Linked DNA regions of Mus musculus: region 1 is linked to region 2. The links are chromatin contacts, called in public HiChIP or PLAC-seq maps. All regions are on one chromosome and are shown on one strand. The core of a region is the stretch at or near the end of the contact, and the rest is flanking DNA. Distances in the headings are between cores, read along the strand shown.

Region 1 (5,616 bases), core at 2,035-4,534, 520 kb after region 2:
TTGAGGCCAGGCTGGTCTACAGAGTGAGTTCCAGGACAGCCAGGGCTGAGAAACCCTGACTTGAAAAAAACAAAAACAAAAACAAAAAACCCTCAAAAGCTTCTATACAGCAATTCCACAACAAAAAACACAAAGCAAATTCTACAACAAAACACAAGCATGTGTACACACACACACACACACACATTCCTTTGCTTAAATTGTAATTCTATTAGTTTTTAAGTTGTGAAACATGGGCCAATTGCTCACTTCTCACTATAAATTCAATTTGCAAATATACAAAATGAATACTTGCCAAGTCTGTTGCCCAGAAATTGTGTCAAAAGGCAAGTTGAACTGGAACAACGTGTGTGTGTGTGTGTGTGTGTGTGTGTGTGTGTGTGTGTGTGTCTTTTATCCATGGATTCAAAGGAAGCTGGGTTGGGGCTGGTAGCTTGGCCCATTCTAGGAGCTTAGGTGGGGTAGGAAAAGATACAAGCAACACATTAGCACTTCAGAAACTTGCTGTTAACTACTCAAATTTATATAGATGTGATCAGCATCCTAAACAAAATAAATAAAAGCAACAGAAAATATGTTGCTAAGAATGATATCTGTCTTACTACAGTCAAAATGTTTGGTCCTTGTATGCTAATAGACTAGGTTAATACTACAAAACAAAAATGTAAGCTTTAATAATAGAGTTCTGCAGCAGTGGTAAGAGTTAACAAATAAAAGATCATTTCAGCAATAGAATTTTGTATTCTGCATATATCAGTGTCAAGTAAGACATTGCCTTTAAATGAAGTATTATATTCATAATTATTGATTAACCAGATGCCTTTTTAAAAAAGACTTATTTATTTATTTTATGTATACAAGTATACTGTTGGCTATTAGCCCTTTCTTGGATGTAGGGTTGGTAAAAATCTTTTCCCAATCTGTAGGTTGCTGTTTTGTCCTGTTGACAGTATCCTTTGCCTTACAGAAGCTTTTCAATGTTATGAGATTTCATTTGTCAATATTTGATCTGTCCATAGAGCCAGAGGCATTGGTGCTCTGTTAAGGACATTTTCTCCCGACCATTTTTTTGTGTTGAGGATTTATACGTTTTCTGATCATTTTATCCTAGCTCAGGAGTAGCATATAAGTATTAGTTGACACCCAGAAAACCATACAAGTGCTCAACGGTTCTAAAAAACTTTTACAGGCCTGATTTCCTCTTTAACCGATTTACTGAAGATATGTACAGAGATTTTCTTGTATTGTTTTACAAGGCTCAGGTTGTTCTGAGTAAATAAATAGTAGACACTAAGCTTGTTTAAAGAATGAATATGCTTATACAGTTGCATGGTTCTTTTACATTTGAAATGAGAAAATATTTCAAACTATTGAGGCTCATTTAGACCTTATTACACACCTAGATACCAAGTAGCCTTTCCTAGAAAGTGTGTCTGAAAAATGAAAAAATATTATGAAAAGTATACAAATATGTTGGCAGGAATCATTCATGGTAATAATTTTTAGCATAAATATTGACTTCTCAACCTCTCTTTGAGATAGTCTCTTTTTATAGTGAGGCCTGCCATAGAACTCAAGATTTTCCTGCCTATGTTGGGGTTTCAGGCATGTACCTTTATGTCTAGCATTAATGTTTCTAAATTTTAAAAATGATAAATCAAAATACATGAAGTCCTGAACATCAGAGGCCCATATAAGAATACATATTGAACATTAAGTAAATAATTTCTTCAGATTGTTAAGAGAAATTAGTATTCTCCATGATCTCCATATAGAACTTGACTGGCACTTGGATATGTATTTCCTTTAAACTTTTAAGCTTTTTAGAAGTCTGGGCTGCTGGCTACATTTTGATAATTCACATGACTAGACCATGACCTTTCATTTTCAGACTTTTATTTAGGAGTGAATAGCTGAAAGCGTCTTCACATGCTGCAACAGTTTATGTACTTTACTTTTCTTAGCAGTCTAATGATTTTCAGTTTTGGTTTTGTATTTAAATAGTTTGCAAAGATAACTCTTTAAAGGGTTACATTTATTACTGGCCCCTTTCATATAATACAATGGTATTCCAAATGAGGATCTTTAATGGATGGAGAAAAAAAAAGAATAGAAAAAATTTAAAGTATCTTAAAATCTGATATAACAGTTGCACTTATTATTTATCCTGTAATAGTTTACACACACACACGCCTATTATTTTTTAATTTTAAAAAATTGCAAGCCTTTAATCCCAGCATTCAGAAAGCGAATCTCTGAATTCAAAGCCAGCCTGGTCTACAGAGTGGGTTCCAGGACAGCCAGGGCTTCACAGAGAAATCTGTCTTGAAAAACCAATAATAAAAATATTTTTTATAGTGGGGAGATCTTTCATATATATATGATGTGTATATATATATACACACACATACACACACATTATAGGAGCTGTAATAAACAGAAAAGCACATTAATACATGTGATTGTTACATTTTGAGCACTAGATGATTAAGGCTTACTAAGTTGCAAGCCAGGAAATAACATGTCAGCTAGTCTTTATAATAATTTAGTGTCAAAATCATTAACAACAAACCTAAGTTAAACCCTCACTCCGGTACCAACAAGTCACATGGCTCTAACAGGGTTCGGGTGTTCTGTAAATCAAAATTAGTCTCTATCCACGTGTGATCAAGCAAGGCGGTTTCTTCTCAGTTGACATCTACTGGAAGACAACACAGGAGGGGCTGGGCTTTTACCTACTAGTCTGGTAAGCCAGTGACATATCATGTTCTGGCAGAGGCTGATGGCCTTGTTTGCTGAAAGGTTGCCCAATCTCAACGCCTGAATCCTTTACTCGGACAGTTCGGATGAAAAGTCGTAAGGGTCAGCTCTAGCAACAAAACGCTTCTATGCCTCCTCGTGCCGCCAGTAGGCTACACCCTCTTGGCCTATTCGTCCCTCTGACTCCTGGGCTTTGCTAGGCTGGGTAGACCTGTCCGCTCTCGCGAGTACACCGAAGCACACTGGTCTATAGATTGAGTAAAAGGAGCAGAGGCTAAAAACACCAAGCCTCTCTCAGCCCAGTCTCAAGATGGCGACGATGCTGGCCAGCTTCCACCCAGCCCAAGGCCATCTCCCCTTCCCAAAGGCCCCTGCGCCGCAGGCGAAGGCGAGCTAGAGGAGGGCCCCACAGAGCTGCGATCGGGGCGGGGCAGAGCCCGTCGCCATCCCACGCACGCGCAACCCCGCCTCGCATCCCGCCTCCGGACTCCGAGCCCTCGCCCGGCAGGGTTGGCGCGCGCTGCCTGTCGGGATACTCGGTCCGCCCACCTAGTCCTCTCGTCCAGTGCTGCGTTCGCGAGATCCGTATTTCTCCCAAGATGGTGGCGCTCCTCTTTGGGTGACTCCAGGAGACGACAGGGCCTTTCGTCTTTGCCAGCACCTCGTCGCCCCTCCTGCGCTCGCTCTCTCGCTCGCGCACCGGGCCACGCAGCTGTTCACCGCCTCGTTACGCTTCTCTTCCGTCGACCTGTCGCTGACGGTGGCGCCTCCTTCTGCTTCTCTTCGGAGTTGCTCGCCGCCCTCGCCCCCCACTGTGGACAGATCGCGACAGCAGCGCTTCAGCGCCGACTTCAAGGTTGCCCAGGCGCCTGGCCTCTCGGCCTCGGTTTCCTGAGGAGAAGCGCGGGTCCCGCATGAGACCCGGCGGTGGCGCCAGCGAAAGGGAACGAGGCGGTGGCGGGCGGCGGCGGTGGACGAGGGCGACAAGGACCAGTGAGGCGGCCGCAGCTGCGAGGGCCGCAGCCCACGCGCGGGGGCGAGGACAGGTCAGTGCTGCTGCGGCTGCGGCCTGCCCGGCGCGCTCCCTCTGGTCTGTACCGCCGGTCCCCTCGTCACCCTCCGGCCCGCGCTGACAGGGTAGGCGCCGGGCCCTCACCCGCCTCCGTGAGCGAGTGCTTGGGGCGCGTGGTCTGGAGGGGCCGGTGCCAGGACTAGGCCCTGGTGGCTGCGGCTGCTGCAGCCTTAACTGTCAGTGCTGGCTGGACGCAGGAGGGAGGGTTTTGTCACCCACGGGTACCCGAGTGGGCCCGGGGTGGGGCGGACGTGCAGGGCGTCGAGATCGGGGGCCTCATCTAAGCAGAGATCGGAGAGCCAGCCGTGGCTTCAGGCTGCGAAAGGCAGGCCTTTTCCTCCAAAGGGGCGCTCTGGTGGGGAAGACATATTTAGATGTGTGCTTAGTGGGTTGGGGTATTGGGGGTGGATTGGAAGGAAGACGGATGAAGCGGCACCTCAAGCCCAAGGATTGCGCTCTGGTTTTATTCGTGTGCTGCTTCTGGTAGGATTCAGTAGTTGAACGTGAGTTACTGATTCCTCAGAAACTGCTGTGTTAATTTTCAATGCAAACCTGTAAGCAGTTGGCCTCCTCCTCTTCTCCCCTCCCCCTTTTCAGTTGAGAAAATGAAAAGGACGTTTTCCCCATTTTGATGCGGAGGCTTTTTGTTGGAAGAATCAGAGTTGAATGTGCTATAATTGCGTTAGCCTTAAAAATAGAAAGTATAATTTTAATAAGACTTTATCAGCTTTAGAAGAATCCTCTAAAGACAATTTTACGTCAATTTTTTTTATGTCTTTTGAGCATGCTAAAATAGAACAGTATAAAATCTCTTTGGGATTGCGTTAAATAGCTAGTGTACTGTTGGAAATGTTAACTAAATAGTATATGGGATGTGTTATCCACCATTATCTTACTTCGTGAAGGATATTCGTATAACCCATGGTTTTGGGAGAAGCAGCAGATTATGTTAAAATGTTTTGGATAGGGAAGTGCGTTTGAAATAAAGATGGCCTGAACTTTAAGAAATACAGCTGTTAAAAAGCTAAATATCAAAGCCCTATTGGACAAGAGACACGACGAATGTTTTTGACACACCTCAGATTAGTTAATACTCTTAAGATATCTTTTTGGTAAATTATGTAAATTTAGAATTGAGGAGAGATAAAAGGAAAATTTTGTCTTGTTATGTATGACAGAAATTGCTTTAGTATTAAATTCTCCTCTTAAATAGACTGCTTACTGCACTTTTAAGGAAGTGGATACTGCATCTGTATTGCTGATAAGCCTAAGTAAGGATGACTGTAAATCCATAAATACTTAGCTTTACAAAAAAGCCATGTATCAGAATCTGTAATAAAAATGAGAACTTCAACAATTCGCAGTCTATCGTTTAAGAAAGATACAGCACATAATAAAGATGAGATGACTTGTAGTTTTGTTTTCAAAATCAGAATGTAGGTTGTGAAATAATTTGTGTCAATATTTACCTTGCATGGTGTGTTGTGAAGTGGTATACACATACTTCTTTGGATGTTGCTCTTCATATAACTGAGGAGCTTAACTTTGAGTTTAGAAAATTCCTTTTGTATGCAGGTTTTGTAGGTGGCTTTTTTATCCCTGAAATAGCCACCATCACCCTTTTTTTTTTTTTTTTTTGAGAAAGGGTCTTATGGTATATCGCTGGATGACGTCTAACTCTCCTCTTGGCTTTGTCTCCAGGGTTCTGCGATTAAAAATGTATACCACCAGGACCGGCTATTTACCCTTTTTATGGTTTTAAATTAGAAAAATGTGATTTCTAC
Region 2 (6,324 bases), core at 283-2,782:
GTAGTGTGTACAATTTCCTGCCTCTTTTTTTTTTTTTTTTTTTTTTTTTTTTGCATGCCTGCCTAACACCTTTTGGTTAGAGGCTCCCATGGTGCACTGTGCCTTACTGAATTGTGGTCATTTATGCTCCAGTATAGACAGATTCCTGAGTGGTTTTTAGATGAGCCTGGGTACATTCAGGGTGGTATGGCTGTAGACTCCCAAGGGGTTTTAGAATCAGCTAGCATACTCTGTTTGTTTCTCTGGAGGCCTCCTTTGCACTTTGCCTAGGTGGGATCCAAGCAGCCCTTTCTCCTGGGCTTACTTTTCCCAACGACTGAGATAGTATCTACCAGTTCACCTGTTGGCCTCTGAAATGTCTGATTTATCTCTCCTGGCTGGTGAGAACTAGAACTGTTGTGGAGATGCTCAACTCAGCATCTCTGACTCCTGCTCCTCTCTTTCCTCATTAAGACTTGGCCAAAGCTCCGGTGGAACCCTCTGAAGACCCCAAGAGGGTACTTTCTAGGGCTTCACTCTGCAACTTCTTGCTCCCTTGCTCCCTCTATACCCTAAGCTCTATGGTTGCTGAGTTTGAGACCAGGGTACTGCCATGCTCCTTGTCTTATTCCAGAAGACTACAGGAAAGGAAATGGGCTGACATGAAAATGACATGCTTTTGGCCTTACAGTAGAATCATTATCTATGTTTCTATCATTTAACGTGTAAAACACAAGTTAAAAATGTGTCACTTGTTTGTTGTAGGTGGGTAGATCATGGGCTGTAATGGCGTCTTTGTCAGAAGTGAGGTGTGGTCATTGCTGCAAAATAATTTATATGGAGTTGGGGCTCTTGACCACTTTTTAGAGTACTTGCAACATGCATGAACCCCTAGCTTCAGTCCCCAGCATCGCATAAAACCAAGGACATTGGTAGCACATACCAGTAATACCAGCACTCTGAAGTGGAAGTGGGTGTGTGTCTGCCAAGGTCATCTTCTGCTAGGAAGGAGTTGGAGTAGATCCTGTCAAAAATAAGAGAATTATACTTTGTTTTTTTTTTCTTAAAAAATATCCAGTTCAGAGGTTAATAATGTATTTGACTGCCAAGAGAAAATAATACTATAAATAGTGTGTTCCCATGAGTTGAAAGAAAAATAAAGGCAACCTGCTCCCCTCCTCCCCCCACAAAATCCAAACCAAAAACGGAGCAAAATGAGTATTTTTTTCCTCTGTACTTGAATCAGGTTGATTGTAGATAAATTAAGACTTAGATACTATCAGCAAAACATTCTTAGAGACTTAGGAACAAATGTAAAGTGTTCTAGGGGAAGGCTTGTGGGTGTGCTCACGGCGCCCTGCCTATCTTCCTCCGCTTTGAATGAAAAGAGAAATGTATTTATTTTTATAGTAATATTTCCTTAGAGTGATTGTTCAGCAGTAGAACACAGCACTGCATATTACAAAGCAGAAACAAACAGCTTTGTCCCGTGTACAGAGCACGATATGAAACTACAGAGGCTCTCTGTGGCAGGCAAGAAGCTTCGGGCCGGTTCCTGTTTCCTGCTTTGTTGTTTTGAGTGTGATGGATACCGTGGTCTTTGCCAGCCAATACTCAGAAACTAAGAGAGCAGTGAAAAAAAAAAAAGACATTAACCTGAAAAATGATTGTGGTTTTAACTCCTACCTTTCAGCTAGGAGCCAAGCCCAGCCCACAGTTTCCAGTTTTAATCTTAGGAAACATTCACTCTGCCGTGTGTGTGTGTGTGTGTGTGTGTGTACATATAAAGTATTTTATTGAATATTTTATTATTTCATATGATGTATTTTGATCAGATTCATTCCAACTCTTCCCCATTTCTTCTTCCTAATCCATCCAATCTCTCTATGCTATCCCCTCAACTTGCGGTCCTCTTTAAATAAGTCCATATTGCATTTATTTAAATCTGTGTGTGTGTGTGTGTGTGTGTGTGTGTAAGACTATCCATTGAGATTGATAAATAAATAAAACTATCTATGGAATGGAATAAAACCATTAGATAACCATAGCTCCCCAGCCAGGGGTGGGAACTCACAGAACCTGTTTTTATTTCATGCTAAAATGTTGACTGGCTTGATCTTTTGCAGGTCTTATGCAGGCAACCACTGATGCTGTGAATTAATGAGTATAGTGGTCTTATCATATCCAGAAGACACTTTCGTTCTGGTCCTCCCCAGACCCCGGCTCTTAACACTCTTTCTGCTTCCTCTTGCATGATGGTCTTTAAGTCTTAGAGATGAAAGTGTGATTGAGATTCACCAACTTGGCCAAGCTCTCCCCTGGCACTCTTCACTTAGAACAGTCCTAAGTTTCTGGGTTAACCACTATTGACAGCATCAACAAACTTTGCTGATGAAGTCTGAGAGTGCACGAATCTGTAGCTGGAGGGATATGATTCAGGGAACAGTTTAATACTAGGTCCATTTACCTAAATAATAGTAATAGGATCATCCCTGGACCTATGAGCTCTAAAAGCATGTGGTATTGGTCAGATTTTCAGTACTTAGGTATGTGTTTCCTTCTTGTGGTGTGGGCTTTAAATTTAATAAGGAAGAAGATTTAACCCCCAAAATGTACATTCCACTCTTCTATTTATTTATTTATTTATTTATTTATTTATTTATTTATTTATTTGGTTTTTCGAGACAGGGTTTCTCTGTGTAGTCTTGGCTGTCCTGGAACTCACTCTGTAGACCAGACTGGCCTCGAACTCTGAAATCCGCCTGCCTCTGCCTCCCAAGTGCTGGGATTAAACGTGTGCGCCACCATGCCCGGCTGCCACTCTTATACCCATAGATATAGCTTGCCATGCTGGTCATTATTAGAGTTCACAGAGTTCACAACTAGGTATGACTGTGAATGGATTTTCTTCCTAATTATGATTAGATCCGTTTCAGAGGGAATAGGTGTTGAATTAGGCTATGAGAGCAAGCGTTGACTGAGTCTGTAGCATCTCATTTGAGTCTGTGTATCTAACAGGGCTATAGCACTCACCCTGCCTACAACTTCTGGTAGCATGTCTGTTTTCCTCTGGCACTAGGGCATTCTGTTCTGTCTTAGTACTTACATTAATGAGGTCCAGCCTGGCTTGACGGGTGGGGCCATGGAAGCCTTAGGAGGCCAGGTGGGTTAGGCTGGGCTGTTGTGGGCATTGTTGGGATGCTGGTTCAAGCATAGCAGGCACTGATGGTGTCTTCCAGTCATCTCACAAAAGCTTTTAAAATCTCCTTTCTTGTAAGTTTTCACATTACTTTCTACCTATCATCCTGCCACAAACACTAAAAATAGCAGAAGTCCTAGGCCAGCCAGGGCTAGGTAGTGAGATTGGCTCTAAATAAGGAAATAAGTAAAAACAGTAGCATATGCACCATCTCCAAGGGATGCTTATTTTCTGCTGGGTCAGAGGGAGCTACTGTGAAAAACCTGAGGAGTCACTGAAGTGTGGAGTCTCCATACTGGCGGGTCCTAGAGCTCTCTCAGCATGCCTCATGATGCTCCCTTATATCTTTCCTTGGTCTTTACCTCAGAGTTCTTTCTTAGTTCCATCATCTCCTTGTTTCCAGCTGTGTGTTTTGCTGTGAGGAATTCTTTATTCTTGGTGGCAAGTTCCAGTCTGTAAGAAAAGATTGCTTCTGTCTCAGAGGTTCCTGTATGTTTTACAGGCTATGATACCCTATAATGTCCCCATTCCACCTAGGAGAGTCTTCTGGATTTGGACAGGGTACATCCTTGAGCTTGTCTGCTTCTCAGTGAGTTATGGTTGGCATGAGCCTATTGTTGTAAAGATAACTTACAAGTATTTATGTGCTTTAATAAATACCATGACAGAAATTCTTGCCATGACTTCCTCTAGGCAGGATGGAAGACTGTGAGTTCTGCCTGATGATACAATTCCAGACCCTTTTAACAGGTCCAGGTTGGGGCTCAGTGTGTCAAGGTTCTTGTCAGTACACCTGATGACCAGAATGTGACCCTTGGGATACCGTGGAAGGGGAGAGTTTACTCCTGCAGTTTGTATTGACCTTTACATGCACATTGTGGCACATCCATGCCCCTCTCCCCATATAAATAAATAAAACGTATTAAAACCAGGTTTGAAAGCACAGCTTACTGGGCTTGTTAGTGTCAGAGGTCTGGGTACCACTCCTGCACTGCCTGCCATGAATAGTGATGCTGTAGGTAGCAGGGAGGATGCAGAGTGACTGCCATTTAGCACTCATGGAATTTACTGTGTTTTCCCACACTCTCCTCTCCCTCACTTCGATGCTTACCACTGGACTTTCATAGATTCAGAATGACGTCATCCCTTGTCTGTTCCTGTGGTTGGAACTGCTTACTCTGTGTGTACCATTTGGTACGAACACATCCCAAAGATTTTGTGGCTATTAAAGGCAGTGACGAGGAAAACCCTATTGGACCCACGATTTGAGGTTTGTTTGGCTACGGCTTGCTTTTGCCAGCCATCCATCAAGGAGAACTTTTAGCGTTTTCAGAACAGTCAGTGTATCCAGACCCCTACAGGCATCACTATGTTTTGAAAGCAAGTACACAAAAATCATTTCCTAGAATATCTCAGATGTAAAAAATGACGTAAGAGACAGGTAAAAGCATCGGACCATGCCTGGCCTCAGACTGGATGCAGTGTATAGGCTGAGCATTGCAGCCACCTCCAGTTCCTTTGTGGGTGGTGGCGGTGGTGGTAGGAAGCTTCTCTGAGCTTGGGGACTTCTGCTGTGGTACCTATCCGCAGCAACTCCATTGCCTATTATAGCAAACAGCTGCACTATGAAGTGACTAGGATCCAGGTTTTTGGATTATCTGGCAGCAGATCACACAGAAAGGTTTGGGGTGTGGAAGATCTTTGAGGATTCCTTTCCTTCTGTTACCATTTCTTCCCTCACATTGCTGTGCACTGTAGAGGATGATAAGGGAACGCTCAGCAGTGTTCTCTCATCTTATGATCGGATTTTTCTATTTGTGTGCCTTGGGACTTGAACTGAGGGCCAGGCAGATGCTAAGCACTCTGCCAAATTGTGACTTTGTTACAGTCCCTTTGGATAATGCTGACTTTTAAGGCAAGTCCCCAAAATAAATGCCACTCTTTTGGGTGTTATAAAAAAGGAAGAAACAACCTTGGGATTAATTTCTTCTGCTCAGACAGTTTGTCAGGCTTGTCTTGACTGAAGTGTTTGTATTCCCCAGCGTGGGCAATCACAAGACAGCTTGCCTTGGTGGAGAAGCTCAACTTCCCCTTTGGATGATCAGCCCTGTTATTATCACCTGGGTGGCTGTAGTGCAGAGGTGAAACTGAGAGGAAATCCCACAGGAAAGGGGGCCATCTGGTTTTTCATTTTTTCTTTCTTCTTTCTTCTCTTTTCTTTCTGTATCTCATTGGTCCTATATTTGGGGTCTTTGGCAGGAAGCCTTCTTTAGTTACATGGTGTCATTCCTAGGATTACAGAAGGAGTGTGGTATGGAGGCCCCTCCTGGCCAGCTTTCCTTGCTGGGAAACCTACTCTCAGGCACAAACTGCACATATGGAATGAGAAGGACTCTGGAGTTTTCCCCAGTAGAAAATGAAAATGAAATAAAAATGAAGCAGTTAAAGCACAAATATAATTTATGTATTACTTTAAATGGGCTTTATTGCACAGACACACAAAAAAGGAAAAGTCATTCTTGTATAAATGTCCTACATGTTCATTCTTAAAAGCTCACAGCAACTTTCTGATGAAGTGCATGGGTTTCGTCAGTTAATCTTTGACACGTCGTGTGAGTTTTTTCTTTGGTTTTTAAAAGGAAATGCATTCCTGAGGAAAATAAGAACAAAAAGCATGCTTTCCATTCCCCGACCCCCACCAAATCTCTCTGAAGCATCACCTCCTAGGCACGAGCTCTCTCCCAGGCCCATCTCTCTGGCTCTTTTCCACCTGGTATCTTCTGGACCCTTTCCCTCCTTACATTGACTTTTTCTTATTCTTCTCTGTCCACACCATCCACCAAGCAGCCTGGAAGCGACTGCAGAGTATAGAGGAAACTGTAGCCATCCAGAGCCCCCTTCCCAAGGCTGCCTACCTAGAGCCTTATGGTCTCTTATTCCTACTGTGTTTTACTGTCCAACTGGAGAGTTTCATGTCCTCACAGTTATGTTGGGGATCCTTTCTAAGCCTGGGAAAGTCTGTTGTGACTTGAGTACTGAGGTGAAGCTCAGCCTTCTACATTCAGGAAGTTCTGCAAATTTCCCTCAAAGTGGCACAGTATTTGTCATGTAACTGGAGTAGAGATTCTGGCTGGTAACCTAGTGGG

The links. HiChIP or PLAC-seq counts read pairs in DNA pulled down with a chosen protein or histone mark.
Region 1: a contact with region 2 is called in an H3K27ac HiChIP or PLAC-seq map of bone marrow-derived dendritic cells, with 5 times the contacts expected there. The contact joins the promoter of Ube3a here to the enhancer-like site in region 2. A contact is called at or near these places in 7 of 39 promoter capture datasets (the C10 cell line, the HPC-7 cell line, cranial neural crest and 3 more), 16 of 115 datasets of contacts at active chromatin or transcription factors (the 230-238 cell line, the NIH/3T3 cell line, acute myeloid leukemia and 11 more) and 1 of 9 other capture datasets (adipose tissue).

Annotation. Positions count from the first base shown.
Region 1 is chr7:59,225,466-59,231,081 of GRCm38.p6, forward strand. It overlaps Ube3a (ubiquitin protein ligase E3A), which reads left to right and starts at 3,285. Exons shown (of 11, transcript NM_001033962.2): 1 at 3,285-3,806.
Region 2 is chr7:58,710,464-58,716,787 of GRCm38.p6, forward strand. All of the region lies in intron 1 of Atp10a (ATPase, class V, type 10A), which reads left to right. It overlaps Gm39019 (a long non-coding RNA gene), which reads right to left. Exons shown (of 5, transcript XR_003946773.1): 3 at 923-1,003. Among named protein-coding and RNA genes, the nearest start is that of Gm39019, 17 kb to the right of the region's middle. Within about 2 kb of position 1,533, at least 77 of the 459 cell types and tissues checked have an H3K27ac peak or open chromatin away from gene starts, as enhancers often do. A contact at or near this core is called in the 230-238 cell line, the HPC-7 cell line, adipose tissue and 6 more, where this site is marked.